Linked DNA regions of Mus musculus: regions 1, 2, 3, 4, 6 and 7 are each linked to region 5. Evidence: chromatin contacts called from public promoter capture Hi-C data. All regions are on one chromosome and are shown on one strand. The core of a region is the stretch at or near the end of the contact, and the rest is flanking DNA. Distances in the headings are between cores, read along the strand shown. Region 1 holds the start of Tbcc (tubulin-specific chaperone C). Region 2 holds the start of Ppp2r5d (protein phosphatase 2, regulatory subunit B', delta). Region 3 has its middle 22 kb from the start of Bicral. Region 4 holds the start of 1700071M16Rik (RIKEN cDNA 1700071M16 gene). Region 5 holds the start of Slc35b2 (solute carrier family 35, member B2). Region 6 holds the start of Taf8 (TATA-box binding protein associated factor 8). Region 7 holds the start of Mrps10 (mitochondrial ribosomal protein S10).

The links. Promoter capture Hi-C pulls out the DNA fragments that hold promoters and counts their contacts.
Region 1: a contact with region 5 is called in a promoter capture Hi-C map of the HPC-7 cell line, with 3 times the contacts expected there. The contact joins the promoter of Tbcc here to the promoter of Slc35b2 in region 5. A contact is called at or near these places in 9 of 39 promoter capture datasets (the 3T3-L1 cell line, 3T3-L1-derived adipocytes, the HPC-7 cell line and 5 more), 1 of 484 Hi-C or Micro-C datasets (B cells) and 2 of 115 datasets of contacts at active chromatin or transcription factors (astrocytes and large pre-B cells).
Region 2: a promoter capture Hi-C map of the SN4741 cell line shows a contact between it and region 5, with 2.5 times the contacts expected there. The contact joins the promoter of Ppp2r5d here to the promoter of Slc35b2 in region 5. A contact is called at or near these places in 6 of 39 promoter capture datasets (3T3-L1-derived adipocytes, the C10 cell line, the HPC-7 cell line and 3 more), 1 of 484 Hi-C or Micro-C datasets (B cells) and 3 of 115 datasets of contacts at active chromatin or transcription factors (the 230-238 cell line, pancreatic cancer cells and pro-B cells).
Region 3: a contact with region 5 is called in a promoter capture Hi-C map of pre-B cells, with 4 times the contacts expected there. The contact joins the enhancer-like site here to the promoter of Slc35b2 in region 5. A contact is called at or near these places in 2 of 39 promoter capture datasets (the C10 cell line and pre-B cells) and 1 of 115 datasets of contacts at active chromatin or transcription factors (pancreatic cancer cells).
Region 4: a promoter capture Hi-C map of neutrophils shows a contact between it and region 5, with 5 times the contacts expected there. The contact joins the promoter of 1700071M16Rik here to the promoter of Slc35b2 in region 5. A contact is called at or near these places in 2 of 39 promoter capture datasets (hippocampal neurons and neutrophils).
Region 6: a contact with region 5 is called in a promoter capture Hi-C map of liver, with 3 times the contacts expected there. The contact joins the promoter of Taf8 here to the promoter of Slc35b2 in region 5. A contact is called at or near these places in 7 of 39 promoter capture datasets (cranial neural crest, embryonic stem cells, hematopoietic stem and progenitor cells and 3 more), 4 of 484 Hi-C or Micro-C datasets (B cells, CD4 T cells, CD8 T cells and 1 more), 5 of 115 datasets of contacts at active chromatin or transcription factors (astrocytes, kidney, pancreatic cancer cells and 2 more) and 2 of 9 other capture datasets (adipose tissue and liver).
Region 7: a contact with region 5 is called in a promoter capture Hi-C map of liver, with 4 times the contacts expected there. The contact joins the promoter of Mrps10 here to the promoter of Slc35b2 in region 5. A contact is called at or near these places in 2 of 39 promoter capture datasets (liver and pre-B cells), 4 of 484 Hi-C or Micro-C datasets (B cells, erythroblasts, rod photoreceptor and 1 more), 1 of 115 datasets of contacts at active chromatin or transcription factors (large pre-B cells) and 2 of 9 other capture datasets (liver and pancreatic islet).

What each region holds. Positions count from the first base shown.
Region 1 is chr17:46,889,329-46,892,028 of GRCm38.p6, reverse strand. Tbcc (tubulin-specific chaperone C) reads right to left here and starts at 1,408. Exons shown (of 1, transcript NM_178385.3): 1 at 1-1,408. The coding sequence starts at 1,339. The coding sequence ends at 314. It also overlaps a transcript of Bicral not described here.
Region 2 is chr17:46,703,556-46,706,255 of GRCm38.p6, reverse strand. Ppp2r5d (protein phosphatase 2, regulatory subunit B', delta) reads left to right here and starts at 1,254. Exons shown (of 15, transcript NM_009358.3): 1 at 1,254-1,423. The coding sequence starts at 1,397. It overlaps Gm52314 (a long non-coding RNA gene), which reads right to left and starts at 631. Exons shown (of 2, transcript XR_003952400.1): 1 at 548-631.
Region 3 is chr17:46,852,041-46,854,740 of GRCm38.p6, reverse strand. It overlaps a transcript of Bicral not described here. Among named protein-coding and RNA genes, the nearest start is that of Bicral, 22 kb to the right of the region's middle. Within about 2 kb of position 1,255, at least 109 of the 459 cell types and tissues checked have an H3K27ac peak or open chromatin away from gene starts, as enhancers often do. A contact at or near this core is called in pre-B cells, where this site is marked.
Region 4 is chr17:43,590,211-43,592,910 of GRCm38.p6, reverse strand. It overlaps 1700071M16Rik (RIKEN cDNA 1700071M16 gene), which reads left to right and starts at 1,402. Exons shown (of 4, transcript NR_045445.1): 1 at 1,402-1,489. All of the region lies in intron 2 of Pla2g7 (phospholipase A2, group VII (platelet-activating factor acetylhydrolase, plasma)), which reads right to left.
Region 5 is chr17:45,562,618-45,565,317 of GRCm38.p6, reverse strand. It overlaps Slc35b2 (solute carrier family 35, member B2), which reads right to left and starts at 1,382. Exons shown (of 4, transcript NM_001357105.1): 1 at 1,250-1,382; 2 at 545-738; 3 at 239-393. The coding sequence starts at 1,260. It overlaps Nfkbie (nuclear factor of kappa light polypeptide gene enhancer in B cells inhibitor, epsilon), which reads right to left. Exons shown (of 6, transcript NM_008690.4): 6 at 2,149-2,700.
Region 6 is chr17:47,500,965-47,503,664 of GRCm38.p6, reverse strand. It overlaps Taf8 (TATA-box binding protein associated factor 8), which reads left to right and starts at 1,374. Exons shown (of 9, transcript NM_022015.4): 1 at 1,374-1,434; 2 at 2,225-2,381. The coding sequence starts at 1,396.
Region 7 is chr17:47,367,459-47,370,158 of GRCm38.p6, reverse strand. It overlaps Mrps10 (mitochondrial ribosomal protein S10), which reads right to left and starts at 1,272. Exons shown (of 7, transcript NM_001146212.1): 1 at 1,205-1,272. The coding sequence starts at 1,252.

The sequences.
Region 1 (2,700 bases), core at 159-2,658, 1.3 Mb before region 5:
CCATTTAAACCGTCCGCTAATGGAATTCTCCGGACATCCTTATTATTTATTGAAGACCCACTTTATCACTCCCTGTGATCAACGGTAAGAACAGCAAATCCCTCAAAGCTCCTCCATTCTCCCCCTAATTCTTCACGCTGTCATACTCAAAGGGAGGCAGGGGAAGGCCAAACCAGCAAAAGTCTGTTACACTGCTATGAATTTAATAGGACTCACAGGAGGGGAGTTTCAACAATTTCTAACCCCTATCACCGCAAACATAAGACAATATCAGGTAAACCGAATGGGACATCACACTGAGTGTGGCCAGTGCTCAATCCCACTGGATGTCTCTCTCCTCTTCAGGAAGAATACTCCAGTTTGGGGAGGCCACGTTTCGGGCCAGCCAGTTGAAATCATCAACCTGGTCCCAGTTATTTTTGCTCCTATCTAAACCGGAGTCCTGGAAGTCCTTGTCGATCCCCGGGTAGCTCCAGGTGTAAGGGGCAAACTGGATGCCGCTGCAGTCCTCCACGATAGCCCTGCTGGTCACTTGCAAGAAGACGCGCGTGTCTTTGGTAGTGTGCACACGGAGCTGCTGGCAAGCCACAGCCAGGACGCAATCTCGACAATCCTCCAGAAACACAGAGGTGGTCACTGGGCCGCAGAGCACCTTGCAGCCGCGGGCCTTCGCAAGCCGCAAGGTGTTGGGATTGCCACACAGTTTGACAGTGCAGTTGGTCAGGTCGCTCAAAAGGACGTCGCGCTGGTGCAGCTCTTCAGCTCTCTTCTCCAGGTCTTGGGACTCCAGGTTGGAGAAGCCACAGGCCCAGCTGGCCCCGGGAGCTCCCTCCTCCTCCTTGGTCACCGGTGGAGAAGGGGCCGCCGAGGCGACGGGTGCGGCGTCTACCTGGGCGGTCCCCGCAGCATCCTTCTTCCGTGCCTTGAAGGCGAAGCGCTTCTTGGGCTGCAACTCCTGGCGACGTTCCGTTAGGACAGCCTGCAGCTGCGCCAACGCCGCCTGGCCCTGCCGCAGGTCGTAGGCGGCGAGGAAGAGCACCGAGTCGTTCAGGAGCTTCCGCAGGCCCTGGAGCCGGTTGGCCGCCTCTTCCAGCCGCTCCGCCGACGCCTCGCCCCGCAGCAGCTCCTCGACCGCTGCGCGCTCCCGGGCGAAGGCGGCGGCGAAGAAGCCGCTCTTCTCCTCCTCCACCTCCTGGTCCTGCCGCTTCTGCTTGCGTCTCTCCACCTCTATCTGCCTCTCCTGTTCGCGCCTCTGAAGTCGCTCGGGCACCAGGCTCAGGTCCCGCGGGGAGCCAGCGGCAGCGTCGGCCAGAGCCATGGAGCAGTCCACACCCTCCATCTTGACTCCAGGCTTCCTCCCCCGCCGCCTTGCCTCCGAGCGCTCGCTCTCCGCGCGAGGCCTCCCACCAACGCGCGCTGTGATTGGCCAGCTGCGGTGACGTCAGCTCCCTCCATATTCTCCTCGCCTATTGGTTTCTTCGCGTTGGAGGGGCGGGAAGGAGGGCGGGGCCGGCTGACAGGAGGGGGTGGGGAGACAAAGGTCCTGGTGGATGGGTGGGGTGGGAGGCAGTCGGGTGAAGCTTTTTTTTTTTTTTTTTTTTTCTTCTTAAAGGGGCAGGACTTATATCCGGGATTGTGGGGTGAGTTGCAGCAGCGGCAGCTGCACATGTGGGTTTGTTTATAAGAACAAGGTTAGAAACTCGCAGGCCTCCCCCTCCCCCCAGCTCCTCCCTGCTACCCCCTTACAGGCCGGAGATCTGCTGCAGGGTGGTGGGGAGGAATCTGTGCTTGTGGTGTTGTGGGGGACAGGTAGTGCGAGAAAGATGGAGGGGGGGGTTATTGCACCTCCCGGACCGCGTCGGAGGAAGCTGCAGCTGGAACAGCTGGCCAGGGAACCGCTTGCATGCCTCTGGGTTTTTTTCTTTCTTTCTCTCTCTCTCTTTTTTTTTCCCTTTCCCTTTTCCCTTCCATCACCTCTTTGCTCAGCCGGTCCCTGCCGCCCCGGTAACCCTCATCCTTCCTGCCCTCCCCCATCCACTGCAGCTCGGCGCGGCCTGGGGGCGTCTGGGTCCCCGTGGGCAGTTACTGGGGCGGGAAGAAAGCGCAAATCACCGCTATGGGAAAGACTGGGTTCCTCGCTGGAGCGGGCTCCGGGGTTCCTGGGGGAGTCTAAAAACAGATTATTTTTTTTAATGGCCAATTGCTGCAGTCGGAGGGGGGGCGGGGGAGGATGACATGCCACCCCCACCGTCTTGCTCCCTGACGCGGTGGCAGCCACTCCCTGCGCAGCTGGCAACCGCTGGCCGCGCGGGGCTAAGACCCTCAGCCGGAGCGCCTCGCTTCTCCCTATAGGGCCGGCGGTCTTTAGGAAGGCGATGGGGAAACGGTACATTATTTCTAGAGGTGGTGGGAGGGATTTGTCACCGGAAGTGAACGAGCCTAGCCTAAAGTCCAGACCAACCCGAGGTGCGAGTGGGCAGCCAAGACCGTGCAGTCCCTGGCAGAAGCCCAAGGCGGCGGCCGCCGAGGACTCGGGTGGCATCCTCGCGTGCTGCCTTCAGCCACCGTGCCTTCTGGACTCGGTGGCCCATACAGTTCTCGGTTTCAGCCCCATCTCCGCCCTTGTTGCCAACCTCCATTTTTGTTCTTTTAATTGGGATTTTTTTAACTGCCCAAAATACTCATTTGAAAATTTACCAA
Region 2 (2,700 bases), core at 5-2,504, 1.1 Mb before region 5:
ATCTTTCCCAATATTGGGGCTACTGCTCTTTGTGTAAGGATGATTGACTATTGTTTGGTTATCATGCTCCTGGGGGAATCCAAGACCTCTTTCCTGGGGAACAAACGGCCACAGGCTTATTTGTAACTTTTTAGTTCTGAGAGTTGTTTCTTTGTTGTTGTTGTTTGTGGTGGCGGGTAGGTTTTTTTTTTTTTTTTTTTTTGTCTTTTTTTTTTCTTTCTTTTAAGAGGTTCTTATTGTAGTCCAAACTGGTCTGCAACTGGCTATAGTTAAGGCTGGTCTGTAACGCCTGATCATCCTGCCTCTATCTTCCAAGAGGTGGGGTTACAGGGGCAAACCCATCACACCCAGCTCGCAGATTTATTTTTGATGGACCTCCTCCAGTTCTTTAATGTAATCTATTGGCTACTAGGATAACTAAAATATATTCCTCCATGTCATTCTGAGGTTTGTGTAATTTATGTGATTGTATTTTAATCGTCTCTTAATACGAGTCTGTGAACCTCATTAGAGTGGGAACTACCTGAGGGCAAGAACCCAGTCTTACCCACTTGAACACTAGCTTGGGTGCGGCGGCGGCTCAGGGCTCAGGTAGGGAACGATGAGGCTGCTTTTTCACTTCATTCTCAGTGGCTCCAAACGCAGCTGTTTTACCGATTCCAGCACCCTTCCAGCAGCTACAGGGACCCACGTCTTGAAGCTGCAGCAAACCAGGGTTTCTTATTTTATTTCAGCCCGGTTCCACCGCTGATAGGCTTTCCCCTCTGCTCCTCTGCAACTGTGATCTAGGACAGACTTGATGAATGCCCGGGAGTACCCTTGGGAGTCTTCTCTATCATTTCACGTGTGCAATTTGAGCTACTTTAAATTCCTGTGAAGAAAGGTGCCCTTTTCGTGTTAGGGCCTTTTTCCTCCAGTCCGTACGAAGCAGGGCAGGTAGAAGAGCAGGGGAGAACATGAGAGCCACTTCTGGAGGGAAGGAGCAGAGCTCAAAGGACTGAAGAATAGCAGAGGACGACGCACAAGGCGACGCCGGAGAACAGATCTGCTAGCCAAGCTCGGGTTTCCCCATGGCTCCGCCTCCTCCACGAAGCCCGACCCTTTTCAGGGCGGGACCTTCCACTCCAGCCAATTCTGGGAGCCGAACCCTGGCGGTTTGTACTCTTTCTTTCCAATGAGAAAAAAGGGAAGCTGCTTGGCTCCAATGACCAATCCGAGGAGGCGGCTCCTGGTTCTCAGGCAGGTTTGTAAGAGTTCGGGCCAATTGGAAGCGCAGCCACGGCTCGGCCCGGGCGCAGCGCGCAGGCGGTGGCGAAGAGACGCCGAGCGGGCCGAGTGTGGCCGAGCAGAGCCGGAGCGGGGCCGCAGGAGCCGGGCCGGGTGTGGACCGGCCGAGATGTCCTATAAACTGAAGAAGGATAAGGTGAGCGTGGCCTTTCCCCTTGCGCCTCCGCCGCCGGGCCTGCGCGCAGCTCTGGGAGGGGCCCGAGGCAGGCCCGGGACAGCCTCAGACTGACCCTCTGGTCCGGCCCCCCGCAGCACTCCCGCGGCCAGCCCCAGGGCCGCGCGACTGCCAGCACCCCCAGTCCGTGCAGCAGCTGGGACAGCTCTCCGTCTTTGCCCGGACAGATTTCCCCCCACCTATCCCTCTTCCCTTCCTCTTTGCTCCTATCCCCGGCCCCCTCCAGATCTGCTCCACTCCCGGCTCACTCCCTTGCTTTTTCTCCCCGCCTTTATCTGTCCCCGATCCCCCACGGTTTGGGACAGTGCTCATTTAAGACCGCATTTCCCTCCAGTACTTCCCCCACCCCCGCCCTGAGCAGCCCCTTCCCTCTTCTCCTCACCAGCTTAAAAGACGGCCTCTCCACAGTTCTGTACAGTCCCTCCTTCCCCCCCCCCGCCCCCCCACGACAAGCCCCTGACCTAGAACCGCTCTGCTTTCTCTCTCCTCCGCCCAAATCTGGCCTAGGCCCCTCCCTCGAGTCTTCCTTTACACACAAACTTGTAAGCCAGGACCGAGCCCTTCTTCTGTTGATGGAACCCCAGAACGTCTGTGCTGGAAGGGAGCTTTGGAGCACATGCAGACTAGCATGCTAGTGGTACAGATGAGGAGACTGAGGCCGGGTCAGGGGAAGGGACTTGTCCAAGGTCACACATCCTGCTGGAGGCCCAGCTGCAATATCAGGTCTCCCAACTTGGAGGGCTCTTCTGTGCAAGTGCCTAACTGGCATCAGCTGGCTTCCATGTTCACCCTAGACGGGACTCGGTTTCTAATCTGTTAGAGGCTCCTCCCTGTATTCCTTAGGATAACCTTTGCATTTCCTTTTTTTGCACCAGGACAGGATTTCTCCCTTTCTTCTGGCCTGTTCTGTTTAGTTTTCTTCTCATTCTGCCGTCCAGTACACTCGGTTTCTTTATTATTTGCAGTGGCAGAGATCAGACCCAGGGTCTTGCACATGCTAAGCATGTGCAGTACCATTGGGCTACACTCCCAACCCCACAGGCCATTTCTTGATGTTACCGTCTTTTGCCATCTTTTGCCTCCAAACCACCCTGACCTGTCCCTGCCTTTCCCTTTGTTTGCTGCTCTTGCTTGATCTGTGGTTCTTCTGAGAAGCAGACTCAGCTGGGGAGGCTGGAACTGGTCTTCAGACTCCCCAGCTTTTGGGCTGGCCCCTTGTGTTGGGCTGGCTCTGGCCT
Region 3 (2,700 bases), core at 6-2,505, 1.3 Mb before region 5:
GGATGTTATCAGTCCTGTTTGTTCCTAGAATTCAAGGTGACTCAAGAGGAAAGATTAAGATAGGACACCGAGCTAGAGAGAAATCAGATAGGCCAGTAACTGCCCGCCTTCAAGTCCAGCCAAGCCGAGTAGACAGGATAGCTGTGTAGCTTAAAAGGTTTTCACTTGCATGTGGACACAAAGCCCAAAAGCTTTTAAAACCGTGGTTTCTCTAAAATAGTCTAGTTTATAGGGAAAGAATCATTAAAAGTAGTGGTGAGTGGAATTTAAAACAAGACATCTGAACTCATGGAATTCACAGCCAGTGGGAGAAAACCTGTAAGCTGGAGGTTTCATATGAGTTGGGAGTAGCCCTTGCTGCCTAGTAAGTTTCTCCGAAGGCATGAGCTGTGCTAGCCACCTCAGAAGCAGGGTTTGTCGTTCCAAGCCGCCTGTGTAGAGCAGACTGAAAGGGAGCGAAGGCTGCCGAGCTTCTCTGGAGCTGCTGTGATTAGGCCACTTAGGGAATTCTTAGATTTGTCCTAATTGCAGTGAGAAGCTATGGTCTAAGGGAGTAGGGTGGGGATTTGAACTCAGGGCTGCAAGCATTGCTAACGAGCAATCCACTGCGGAGGATTTTTGTTTTGAAACTTCAGTATCATAGTCGTGCTTAATTGCTTGGGCTCAAGTTTTGTGTTCATGTGATCCTCCTGCCTCAGTTTCCTAGTCCTAGGACTACCAGTGCAGAAGTGCTCATGTTCTTTATAGACGATTTGACCGCTGTGTAAAAGGTAGGGATTAGAAAGGTTTGCACTGTAGTCTGGTCCTGCAAGAGCGGAAGGAATCAAGAATGTCTTCTCAGCCGGGCGTGGTGGCGCACGCCTTTAATCCCAGCACTCGGGAGGCAGAGGCAGGCAGATTTCTGAGTTCGAGGCCAGCCTGGTCTACAAAGTGAGTTCCAGGACAGCCAGGGCTATAAAGAGAAACCCTGTCTTGAAAAACCAAAAAAAAAAAAAAAAAAAAAAAAAAGAATGCCTCTCATTTATGCTTCTCATTTATGGGCCAAGCTTTGAGTGGCTGACGGTGCCACTTAGAATTTGGAGACGACCAGAAGAGGACTAGCTGGCAAGGGATGGTGACAGGATTCATATGCCACTTGTTGGGTACCAAAATTGAGCTGTTAGAAGTCACTGGCTGGTGGGTGTGTCCTGGGAGCAGCCCAAGTCATGTGAGAGCACAGAAGTGGACCAAGCTGTGCAAGGACAGTAGTGTGCCCAGTGGAATGCTGAGGAGTTAGGCCGTGGCGGCATGCCCACCCATCTGACAAGCAGCTTCTCTGCCGTGTGAGTTGAAGGGCTGGGCTCAAAGAGTGGGGAGTAAATACTGCAGCGGGGTTACAGCCTCATTTTGAGTACTTGGTGTGGGGAGAGAATGTGTGTGTGTAGGTCTGTCAAGTCTTTCATCTTTAACATGGTTCTGGAGATCAAACCCAAGGCTTAGGCACTTTACCTCCAGAGCCATTTTCCAACATTTTCACATGAGCTGAGAGTATCTACCCAAGAGGGAGAGATTAATAAAACAGCAAGTCTGATAAAGGGGCAGGATTCTTGAGAAAGGACAAAGAATTTCAGATCTAAGAACAAGGTTTATCAGGGTGGGAGGAGAGTGGAGTGAAGGCAGAAAAGAAGAGCAGGAGTTAGAGGGAGTGAAACCTCGGAGGCGGGGATGGAGGGCAGGCTGTGGTGCTCTCACGCATGGCCAGCATCTTGCAGGAAGAACAGGTGGCGGCTGGTTTCAGAAGGAAGTTGTTGGTCATCTCGGGCTGCAGGGCAAGTGGGACATAAGACACCTGCAGGCTGCTGCCTGGAGCCCTGAGTCTGCGCACTGAGAGCTCTGTACTGCTGTGCTGTTTCCCAGCCCCAGTTTGACTTTTTGACCTTTGCACAGTTGCACTGGGGAGAGGGAGAGGTGTTGAGGGAAGAAAGTATCCAAAGGATGCCAGTGGAAATGTATAAAACCCTTAACCAGCTGGCTCCTCTTTGAGGCAGCTGGTAGTACTTTTTCTTAGGTTCGTGTCCCTTGAACTGGCTACAGAATAACAGTAGAGGGAAATTAGGGAAAAAGGGGGGGGGGCTGGTGAGATGGCTCAGCAGGTTAAGAGCGCCAACTGCTCTTCTGAAGGTCCTGAGTTCAAATCCCAGCAACCATATGATGACTCACAACCATCAGTAATGAGATCTGATGCCCTCTTCTGGGGTGTGTGAAGACAGCTACAGTGTACTTACATATAATAAATCTTTAAAAAAAAAAGGGGGGGGTGGGGGAGGCTGGAGAGATGGCTCAGCAGTTCCAAAGGTCCCGAGTTCAAATCCCAGCAACCACATGGTGGCTCACAACCATCCGTAATGAGATCTGACGCCCTCTTCTGGTGCGTCTGAAGACAGCTACTGTGTACTTAGATATAATAATAAATCTTTTTAAAAGAAAAGAAAAAAGGCATTCAAAATTGATTACTGTAACTGGCTTAGAAGATGCAGGGCCATTTGTTAGGGATGGAGGTTAAGAAGGCCTGAATATAGGGAGAAAGGATGCATTCCTGGGAGGTGTCTTAGTTGGATGGAAATAGTGGGGAAGAGAAACAGCCACTAAGCAGCAGCATGTGGGATGAGCAGAGCTCTCCCAGCAAGTAGTGTTAATAAAGATGCTTGAAGGATGCCTTGG
Region 4 (2,700 bases), core at 153-2,652, 2.0 Mb after region 5:
TGTAAACACAGCCTTTGACACACCAGGCTCAGATCGTTTTGTGGGAAGGAGGGGAGCTAAGCTGAAACACCACCAACCTCCTTTGTCCTTCATTCAAACCCACGCATGTGTTCTTTGACCTGTCCACTCCCGTTTGAAGCCCAAACCCTTCCATATCTCTGCAACGGCCCTCCTTTCTAGAGCTCAGGCAAGCCATCACTTACGTTTAGATGTTAGGCTCAAATAACAATAAATCCAGATTCCTACTTTTCCTGATACACTGAGCTGGGCCTCCGACGTCCACTTGACTGAACCGTGGGAGCCCATTACTCTGCAGCACAGGTTTTGCCAAGCTCCCAGAACTATGTAAGGTGTGGCACCAGCATCATTATCATGCATCACTGCTCAGCAAGGGTTTGAGTCTTGGCAACATTCTTATTCACATCCTCCACTGATGACTCATACATATGTGAGGTTCCAGCCCGCGACAGACTCTTTCAGTACCTAAGGCCTCCTACACAAAGATGATCCTTGTGGGCCAGCAGCATGGCTGTCACCTAGGGATTTGGAAATGCAGACTCCTGGTTCGAATTCGACAATCAAAAAGATTCAAAGTAGGCTGATTCAAGATGAAGAAATGCTGTGGCACAGCCCATATCTCTTGGCCTGCCACATTGGTAAAGCAGTGAGAGGGGGCAGTTTGATGAAAGACAGAAGGTGAAGCAGAGTGGAGCCCGGTATTGGATCCAGGTGATTCTGTTTCAGATACCAACCTATGGTGGTATGGCCTAAGCAGTTTAACTCTTCTCTCTGGTGCCCACTGGTGAAGTGGGCCATTAAAGCCCTTAACCAGCCTGCAGAGCAGCTGTGTGGGTAAAGATGGATGAAGTGAGGGTATTCATTGTGTGCTTAACACCAACTGGAGTAGGTAACTGGCAGTCAACTGCCATGACTTCCTTCCTTCTCCAGAGCTGGTGAAGTCTTGCTTCCCAGGGGCTGTCAAGTCCTTTGAAGGATTTAGCAGATCTACACAACAACTTCCACACTTCTCCAGGGACAATTCAAATTTCACAGCACTTCCTCAAAGGTGTGGATTTTTTTTTTTTTTAATTACAGAAGGTTCTGCTCTCGTTTCAGATTATCTGTGGAGTCAGCCTTGGTGTAACTGGGAGGTGACATGTCTAGAGAGTAGCAGGGTAGACACCACCTTCTGTCTTTCCTTCTGTAGTTGGCAGCCAGTGAGCAGCTGTGTCCCCACACATAGGCAGCAAGGTCAGAGCTAGACCAGGGGGAGAACTTTGGCTCTCACAGCTCAGGTTGGAACCCCAGAGACCTCTTAGCTACCTTGGAGACCCTAACCTATCAGCAGAGTTCCAGAACATCCGCAAGTGGATCTCCCCTCCTATGAGATCGTAATTCCACAGAAACCAAGGGAACCTCTTCTAATAACCTGTGGCTCTCCAACTTCTCTACTTTAGGAACCTGTTCACCTGGAATTTAGGAGTCACAGGTACCACTCTGGGTACAGAAAAGGAGGAGCATCTTGCAATTTGCACATCACACGAATCTGCATCTCCATCTATCCATCTATCTGAAATCATCATAAGGAAAAAGAGGCGGATCAGACCAACTATAGCTTGGTCTGTGCTATAGTTTGTGGCTCAGAGTTCATCTTTTCTTAATCCTCTTCAACTTTATGTGAATGGGAACTTTGAACCCTGTAGGACGCTACTTGGTATATCTAGGAAATATAGCAATTCAGGTTACAATTTATTTAATTTGTGAGTGTGCGGGTTTGTGTTAAAAGCACACGTGTGTCTCTGAGTGTCAAATATTCCCGAGTCTTGAGATGTATACATTCTAGAAGAAAAACACATTCTTTTTAAAGTACTTTTACAGTCCTTCCTCAGCATGCGAAGTATCTCATATTTGTAAGCCTTTTAAGGCCCAGCAGCACATGCCTTTAATACCAGTGCTAGTGAATAGGAGACAACAGGATAAATAATTCAAGGCCACCCTTTGCTACATTGTGAGTTAGAGGTCAGCCAGGGCTACATGAGATTGTCTCAGACAACCGAAAGAAGGGTATGGGGAGAGCGCTTGCTGCATGAACATGGAGAGCTGAGTTTAAATCTGCTGCATCACATAAAATCTTAGGCATGGCTGCACAGAGATGAAACCCCGGGTCCTTTCATGTGTAGACAGAAGGGCTTCTCAGGCTTGCTGGCTGTCAGCCTAATTTCAAGTTCAATGAGAGACCTTGTCTCAGGGGAATACGGTAGAAAGTAATAGAACAGGACAGTGGACACTTTTCTCTGCCTTCCACCTGTGTATACAAGCGTGGACACTCACATATACATATGCACTTATAACACAAACCCACACACTCACTAATTAAATAAGTTATACCCCAAATAGCTATATTTTTCTATTATTCATTTAATAGATTATAAAGAACAATTATCTATTGTTTTGAAGTATTAATTATAACTTTTAAAATATTCACGTAGCCACTTCTGAACAGCTAGACTGAGTATAGCATAGGGTTAACACAAGACCAAGGGCATGTTTAAACAACCCAGTGATGTTTAAAAATCAGAGGGTAAAAAACCACGTCTTTAAATTTTCACCCTGCACCAATAAGAGTCAATAATATAAAATGTACCCTGGAAGATAATGGACCCATTGTGTGACCTGTTTCCAACCCCTGATGATACAGTT
Region 5 (2,700 bases), core at 133-2,632:
GTGCGCGCGCGCGCGCGTGGACGTGCGCATGAACACATGCGTGTGTACAGTGAACTTTCATTTCAATACAGGTGTTGAAGGAAGCGCTGGAAGTTCACTTTCAGGACTGGGCTGTGTCCTGTAGGGACACAAACCAGACCCAAACTAACAAACCTTTGGGGTGGGCAGGGAAAATTTGGTTTAAGTCAGGGGCTGTCTGTACCCAGCTGGGGAAGAGAAGGGGAGCCTGTATTCTTACCTGGAGACCCGAGGCACAGAAGACCAGCTTCAGGACCTGCCAAGACGGGGTGGATTCCGCTGTCTCTGTCCGCGGAGCCAGGAGAACCTCATCAGGAGCCTTGGGCTCATTGCCAAACACACAGGCTTTCACCAGGGGGAAGCAGAGACCCCTGCCTGAAGAAGACACAGTCAAGGTCCACAACCTCTGCAGAGCAGCCAGCCCGATCCGGTGTCTGACTTACTGGCCTCCCTCCCGGCCCAAGTCCCGCTCTGCCAACACCTGCAACCAGACTTCCCTCATCTCCCCACCCTCTGGCCACATTACCTGTCTCCAGGTAGTTCTTCCGTCTTAAGTACTGCACCAGGAGGTAGCCAGGTACCATAAAGCTGGCATAGCCCGCTACATTCAACAAGAAGCGGAAGAGCCACAGCTGTGTCCAGGACTGCGGAGGGGCTTCGGGTGACTCTCCACCTGCTCCCAAGGAAGGGAGTGTGGCGAGTACCACTACTGCCCACCATCTGCTGGGACAGCCGAAGCAACGATTAGGTTTGCAGCTCTTCCGCCTCTCTGCCCTCCGGAGGGGACTGTACCAGGGAAGTGCCCAGTGGCCTCCCCGCCCCCTCCGCTGCAGCCCAGAGGGACGGACAAAGAGCCTCTCTCTCCCTCTCTCTCAGGGGGTCCGGCGCAGGCCAGGCAGAACCTCCTCCCTTCTCGGGGACGGCCCCGCCTGTCCAGCCACATAGGTCGCCTCTGTTCCCTTCAGCGCGCGGGCAGCTCAGGCCACAGGCAACCCCCACCCCCTTCCCTCTCCGAAGCGCCACTGTCCCTCATCCCCCTACGCGCGACAATCCCCGAAGCCCCGCGAGGAGCGTAGGCCACATGCCGCGTGCCCATCCACACGGGGCTCCCAACAGTGCCACGCGGATCTGCGGCTGGAGGACCCCCCACCCCGCCTCCGGAGCCCTGGGGTCTCGGTCACGTGGCCCCGGGGTCTCGGTCACGTGGGCCATGGCTGCCCGAGCCCCCCACCTGGCGTCCATGGCCCAGCCGCGTGGGGCGGAGGGGGGACCGGGGAATGTGAGTCCCCCGGGCCGCGCGCTCCCTCCGCTCCCTCTGCCGCCCGCTCCAGCAGCCAGCCAGTCAGCCAGCCAGCGGAAGTGCTGCGCTCTTCCCGCCTCCTCCCCGCCTCAGCCCCCTTCGCGACACTCCGGCCACAGCGACCCCACGCGGCCCGGAGGCAGACCAAGCCCGGTTCCCCTGGGGAACTCCAGTTGGGACTCCCTCCCTTTCCCAGCTTGCTTGGTCACAGCCATCAACCCAACCCAACCCAACCCACACAGAGTGATGATGACCATTGCCATCTAGTGGACTAGGATTTTGAGTATCTGAGACCCAGTACTTCCTCTTACATTACGGTTTTTTTGTTTTTTGTTTTGGTGTTTTTTTTTTTTTTTTTTCGAGACAGGGTTTCTCTGTGTAGCCCTGGATGTCCTGGAACTCACGCTGTATCCCAGGCTGGCCTCGAACTCCAGATCCTCCTGCCTCTGCCTCCTTCAGCAAATCCTACCGGCCTGCGCCACCAGAACCGGCGTTAGTTTTTAAACAATGATGTCTCTTCCTTTTTTGGCTGCATCAGTAATCATCCCCTTAGTACCTGTGATTGTGACCTTCTAGGCTCTGTATGACCTGGTGCGTCCTCCTCGCCCACTTGCCCAACCTTGTAGAGTCCTGTTGGCCTGTTTTCAGTTCCTTTAATTCATCGGAGGCCTTCCCCAATGCTGTCTTTCCCCTTGCTCATCCTAAATCGCAATTTCAACGACACCTGCTTGAAGCTTCCCAGAGGATGATCCTTCGCCCACTCCATTGTCCTCCTTCCTGCTAACGGTTTTCTTCCTTCCCAGTCACCCATTGCAACGTATAACCACATATTTAGTTGTTTATGCCTTTAATATCTGTCTCACTCACAGGATGCATTTGCTTAGTGCTTATAAGCGCTAAGCATCGGAAAGTATGTTGATTTATTTCTTCTCCTTCTTCGTGCATGACCTAGCAGGGCCCTCAGTGTGTGGAGTCTAAGGGGGTTGGGTGGGGGAGGAAAGTTGCAACTCTCTTGTGATCAATGTCCTCAAACTTCTCCAGGGACACGTGTGTGTCTCCATATTCTTCCTCCTCACTCTCCAGCCCTGGGCATTTCCACATGAAGGAGATGTGCCTGTGGTGGCAGGAACCACTTAGGTCTCCTACCATACCCAGCAAGGCCCTGTGCTTGCTCAGGGCTTGTTTCCTTCTCTCTGCCTTTACCCGAGAGTCAGGCCTGCCTATGCATACAACTGTAGAAGGGAAACGTTGTTGTTGTTGTTTTTTTTAAAGCCCCTCTCTTCCATTTTAGTGTCATATTAGAATAACTGCAAAGGTTCAGTTGGGAGCCTTATGTTTGAAGTCTTTAGATAACTTTGCGGTGGCCCGCTGCCACCAGACCT
Region 6 (2,700 bases), core at 125-2,624, 1.9 Mb before region 5:
AGGGCATCCAAACTCATTGCAGATGGTTGTGAGCCACCATGTGGTTGCTGGGAATTGAACTCAGGACCTCAGGACCCCAGGAAGAAGAGTCAGTGCTCTGATTGACCACTGAGCCATCTCTCCAGCCCAGTATGTGTTCTTAACTACTGAGCCACCTCTCTGCCCCAAAGTGTATTTTTAAAAGAGATTTATTTGTTTCAATTATATGAATACACACACTGTAGCTGTCTTTAGACACACCAGAAGAGGGCATTGGATCCCATTACCGATAATTGTAAGCCACCATGTGGCTGCTGGGAATAGAACTCAGAACCTCTGGAAGAGCAAGCAGAACCAAAGTGTTTTTTTGTTTTTAAATATTTATTTATTGCATACATGTGGGTATATTGGTCTTGTCTTCAGACACACCAGAAGAGGGCGCCAGATTTCTTTTTCTTTTTTTAAAATATTTATTTATTTATTATATACACTGTAGCTGTCTTCAGACACACCAGAAGAGGGCATCAGATCTCATTACGGATGGTTGTGAGCCACCATGTGGTTGCTGGGATTTGAACTCAGGACCTTTGGAAGAGCAGTCGGCGCTCCTAACCGCTGAGCCATCTCACCAGCCCCTCTTTTTCTTTTTCTTTTTCTTTTTCTTTTTTTTTTTTTTTACAGGGTTTTCTCTTTGTAGCCCTGGCTGTCCTGGAACTCACTCTGTAGACCAGGCTGGCCTCGAACTCAGAACTCCACCTGCCTCTGCCTCCCAAGTGCTGGGATTAAAGTCGTGCACCACCAAGGCCCTGCGAAGGCGCCAGTTCTCATTGTAGATGGTTGTGAGCCATCACGTGGTTGCTGGGAATTGAACTAAAGACCTCTGGAAGAGCAATCAGTGCTCTTAACCGCTGAGCCATCTCTCCAGACCCAAATTGTATTCTTAGTGTATTTCTGAGAACTTACTTCATACAAATGGCTTTGTTTTTGTTTTTATTTTTATTCTTTTCTTTTCAGGGAAAGGGTCTCCTTATGTAGTCCTAAACTGGCCTTTAATTCATTGCATAGCCCACGCTAGCCTGGAACTCTAGATCCTCTGGTCTCAGCTCCAAAGTGCTAGGATTACAGACGGCAGGCTCCTGGACAAAATATGTTTCTTTTAACTCAGTGCATCTCACAGTGCGTCTTCCAGATCAATTGCTACAGCTACTGACTTAAGTGTCCAAGAAAGCTTGGGTCACACAACGCCACGTGAGCTTGGGCTATCCCGAGCTCCCTCCACCCCCACCCCAGACTCACACGTGTTCGTAGAGCTTTTCTATAAGGCGGGGCACCCGCGGCCCCGCCCTTCTCCACCTCCCACCCCGCAACTACAAGTCCCATCGTGCCCCGCGCTCACGCACACTACGCAAGAGCAAGATGGCTGACACGGCGGCCGGGCCTGGTGGCTCCGGAACGGTAAGGGTGGAGAGGCGCGGCGTGAAGCCGAAAGAGTTTGGGTCTTCTGGATCTCTCCCACGGTTTGGGCCACGGTCTCGAACCGAGAAGCCCAGGCCCGCTCTGAGACCCGGGGCTGGAGAGTATCTCTGGCCGTAGGCGGTCCCCGCTGCTTGGCTTTTGGCAGCGGCCTCCTGAATTGCTGCATCTGAGACTTGATTGGCTTGTTCCTTGTTGAGGTGGGAACCCGGAACTCCTTCTGATTGGTCTGAAGAGGCTGTTTTTATCCTCTTACTGGCCGGCCGAAGTTGGAACTTCGTAAAATATTTACTTGCTCTGCCTTTCTCTGCGGTGATGCCTAGCTCTCCTCTGCATCCTGTGGTGGTAGCTGGTTTAATTTTCCTGGTTACTGAAATGGTGTGATGGGACAAGAAGATAGTAGATTTATTCGCTCAGTACCATCATTCGTGTATATATTCTTCCTTTGCTTTTCCCTCTCTCTTCCTGCCTCCTCTCGCGCCTGCCTCTGCCTCCCGGGTGCTGGGAATAAAGGCGTGCCCACCACAGACCCGCTCCTGTAACTTTGCTCCAGAAAGAAGTGAATGGGGCTGGAGAGATGGTTTAGTGGTTAAGACGGACTTGCTGGTCTTTCAGAGGACCTGAGTTTGGTGGAGTGGCTCACAATCACCTGTAACTCCTGCTTCACGGAATCCGGGCCAGCGCGGCACCTGCACTCGCAGGAACACACACACGCGCGCAAAACACACACATCTAGTGGTTCAAAGTCTCACTCTGGGCTTCTGATTTCCAGAGACCGGGAAGTAAGCAATCCACTAACCCTGCTGATAACTACCATCTGGCCCGGAGGAGGACCCTGCAAGTGGTTGTGAGCTCCTTGCTGACAGAGGCGGGATTTGAGAGTGCCGAGAAAGCGTCTGTGGAGACACTGACAGAGATGCTGCAGAGCTGTGAGTACCAAGAAACACTAGGCCCGCTGTTTCCTTTACAGACCCCCCCCCAGCTCCGTGAACTCCATCCCAGATTCTCTCTCCCCTTCTCTTGGAAGACTGTTAGAGACTCAGCTTCAGGCAGAAGAAACACACATGTCCATTGTAGAATGAGACTGTTTCGATGCTTATACATGTGGGAGAGACACAAATAGCAACCTTGTCATTTCAGTCGTCTGCAGCGGCATTAAGTGGCATTAAGTGTTACACAACTCTCAGCGTTATCCATGTCCAAAGCCCTGTATCCCTGAACAACACTGGATTCGGTCTTCTCCACAGC
Region 7 (2,700 bases), core at 23-2,522, 1.8 Mb before region 5:
CTGGGACGATATCGAGGCTGGAGTGATGGCTCGGCAACCCTAGCAGACCACTCGAGTCCCACAGAAGGCTACAAATGGGCTTCAGTGGCAGAACCCTTGTCTGGTGTAAGCAAGGCCCTGGGTTCAATCTCTAGTATGAAAAACAAACTTTTTGGAATCTTTGATCCTTTTTTTTTTCGAGACAGGGTTTCTCTGTGTAGCCCCGGCTGTCCTGGAACTCACTTTGTAGACCAGGCTGGCCTTGAACTCAGAAATCCGCCTGCCTCTGCCTCCCGAGTGCTGGGATTAAAGGCGTGCGCCTCTTGCTTTGGCCTCTCAAGGGCTGGTATTACAGGTGTGGGCCACCACCTCTGGGTTACATGCTGCTGTGGGGCCGACAGGGCCAGCTTTAGGCATTAGGCCCTTGAGCAACCGAGCCACAGTGTCAGCTCTTCCTTTTTTAAAGAATTCGTTTATTTTGGGACAGGGCCTCAATATGCAAGCCAGGTTTTACAAGTAATGCTATTTCAGGGTCAGCCATCTGACCCAGTTCTGAGCATTATTTTCAAAACTACTAAATGACCATTGAGAAGAGTCACAAAAGTTTCAAGACCAAAGTTCTTGAGAACAGCCTGGTTTTTTTGTTTTTAATTTAAATTATTTTTGTGATAGGATCTCAATACATAACCTGGCTGTCTTCGAACCCAGAAGTTCGTCCGCCTGCCTCCTTTCCCCAGTGCTGTGATTCATGCCATGCGAACTCCAGGCAAGTTTTCCTTTTTCAAAGACCCTCTCGAGGGAGATCTGACCCATTCCCCTGACCTGGGAGCTCTCGGGTCACCTCCTCAGCCGTGGAGGCGAGCAGGGCGTCCCAGTGGGGCTGCACCGGGGCTTTATGTGACCCAGCGTTTGCTGGCTCGGTTCCTAAGAATCCGAGACCAGCGTTGTCTTCTCTGAGCTCACGGTTTCCATGGCCCTCTCTACCGTGGAGGGAGGGCTCTGAACGCGTTTTCCTCATCCTTCCTGCTCTGACGTCTTACGGTTCTCGCTCCCGTCTTGCCAATTTATGTAGGGTCCCTCGAGAGAAAAACCTGCCCTTTTCTTGTCACTTTCTAATAACTTCCTCCAACGGAGGATGACTCCGTACGGGTCGGGCAGAGGGTGGCAGCGAGACTCGACGATGACGGCGCCGTCGGCAGCCGGGACCCCACGCCCACCCCTTTACCTGCTGCAGGCGCCGGCACAGAGCCACACACGCTGCGCGCGCCGCCATCTTGGTGCCCTGATCGCCCAGGACCGCTTCCGGGGTCACAGCATTGTTCGCGAACCATAGAGTTCGAAAAGGAAAGAGTGTCTCCTGTGTTCCGACACTGAAACAACCATAGAGACGGTGCTCCTTGAATTTTTTTAAAATTATATTTTAAATTTTCTATTTTCTTATTTATTTACTTATTTATTATTCACTCATTCATTTAAGGTTTTGAGTGGATGCGTCGCTTCCGCCGTCTGGATAAACTCCCAGGTTCTATCTATACGCTGTCTATCCTAAGATCCTATTTGTCTTGGGTGGTTCTGTTTGCTTAGAGACAAACACAACAGAAATACTTGGGAAGGAAGTTGCTGCTGCTACTGAGTCCAAATTCTAACATTTTACCTTATTGCAAAAGGCGTTTCATTCTTAAACTTTGTTCACACCATCGGAATGCCAGGCTTGTTAATGGATTTTTCTAAATTGTGTTTTTCAAAATGCCTTCCCATGCAATTTAGCATAATGGAAGCTCCACACTTAGGCGCTCTGGTTTCTATTTAGGTGGGTGACTTGATCAAATTTCTTCCGTACTTTGAACCCCCTTTTTTTTTTTTTTTTTCTTTCACTTGCCAAGTAGAGATGAGAACAAATCATACTTGCAGTAGAGGATTAAATGAGATTAAAATGCTACATGATAAATGTCATCCTGAATTTGTGACATCTCTTCTACATCCTGGGCCTTAAGAGGTTGTTGGGAAAATGAATAAGGGTCAACTTAATGCGAATGAAACAAAGTATATGTCTTAGTAAGGGTTTCTATTGCTGCTACAAAACAACATGATCAAAAAGCAAGCTGGGGAGGAAAGGGTTTATTTGGCTTGCACTTCCAGATCACAGTCCATCACTGGAGGAAGTCAGGACAGGAACTCAAGCAGAGCTGGAATCTGGAGGCAGGAGCTGATGCAGAGGCCATGGAGGGGTCCTGCTTACTGGCTTGCTTCCCATGGCTTGCTCAATCTGCCTTCTAATAGAACCCAGAACTACCAACCCAGGAATGGCAGCACCCACAGTAGGCTGGGCCCTCCCCCACAGATCAGCAGTTGTGAAAATGCCTTACAGTTGGATCGTATGGAGATATGTCTTCAACTGAGGCTCCTTCCTCTCCAGTGACTCCAGCTTGGGTCAAGTTGACACACAAAACTAGCCAATACTATATCTCCATAAACCATCATGCCAATGTAAAGCTGGGTCTCCCACAAGCAGGCATTAATTCTTATTTGGCAGGCCAGAGAACTAAGCAAAGGGTAGAATGTCCAGATGGCACAACTGATGAGAGATTTATGAATATGGACCACTTTCCTGCCCCTCAGGCGGGCCTATATGTGATCTCTATATGGAAACAGAATCTTTAACTAGTGTGTGGCTGGATTTGGCTATGCCCTACCTGCACAGGCAACCCAGAAGTGTCCTCA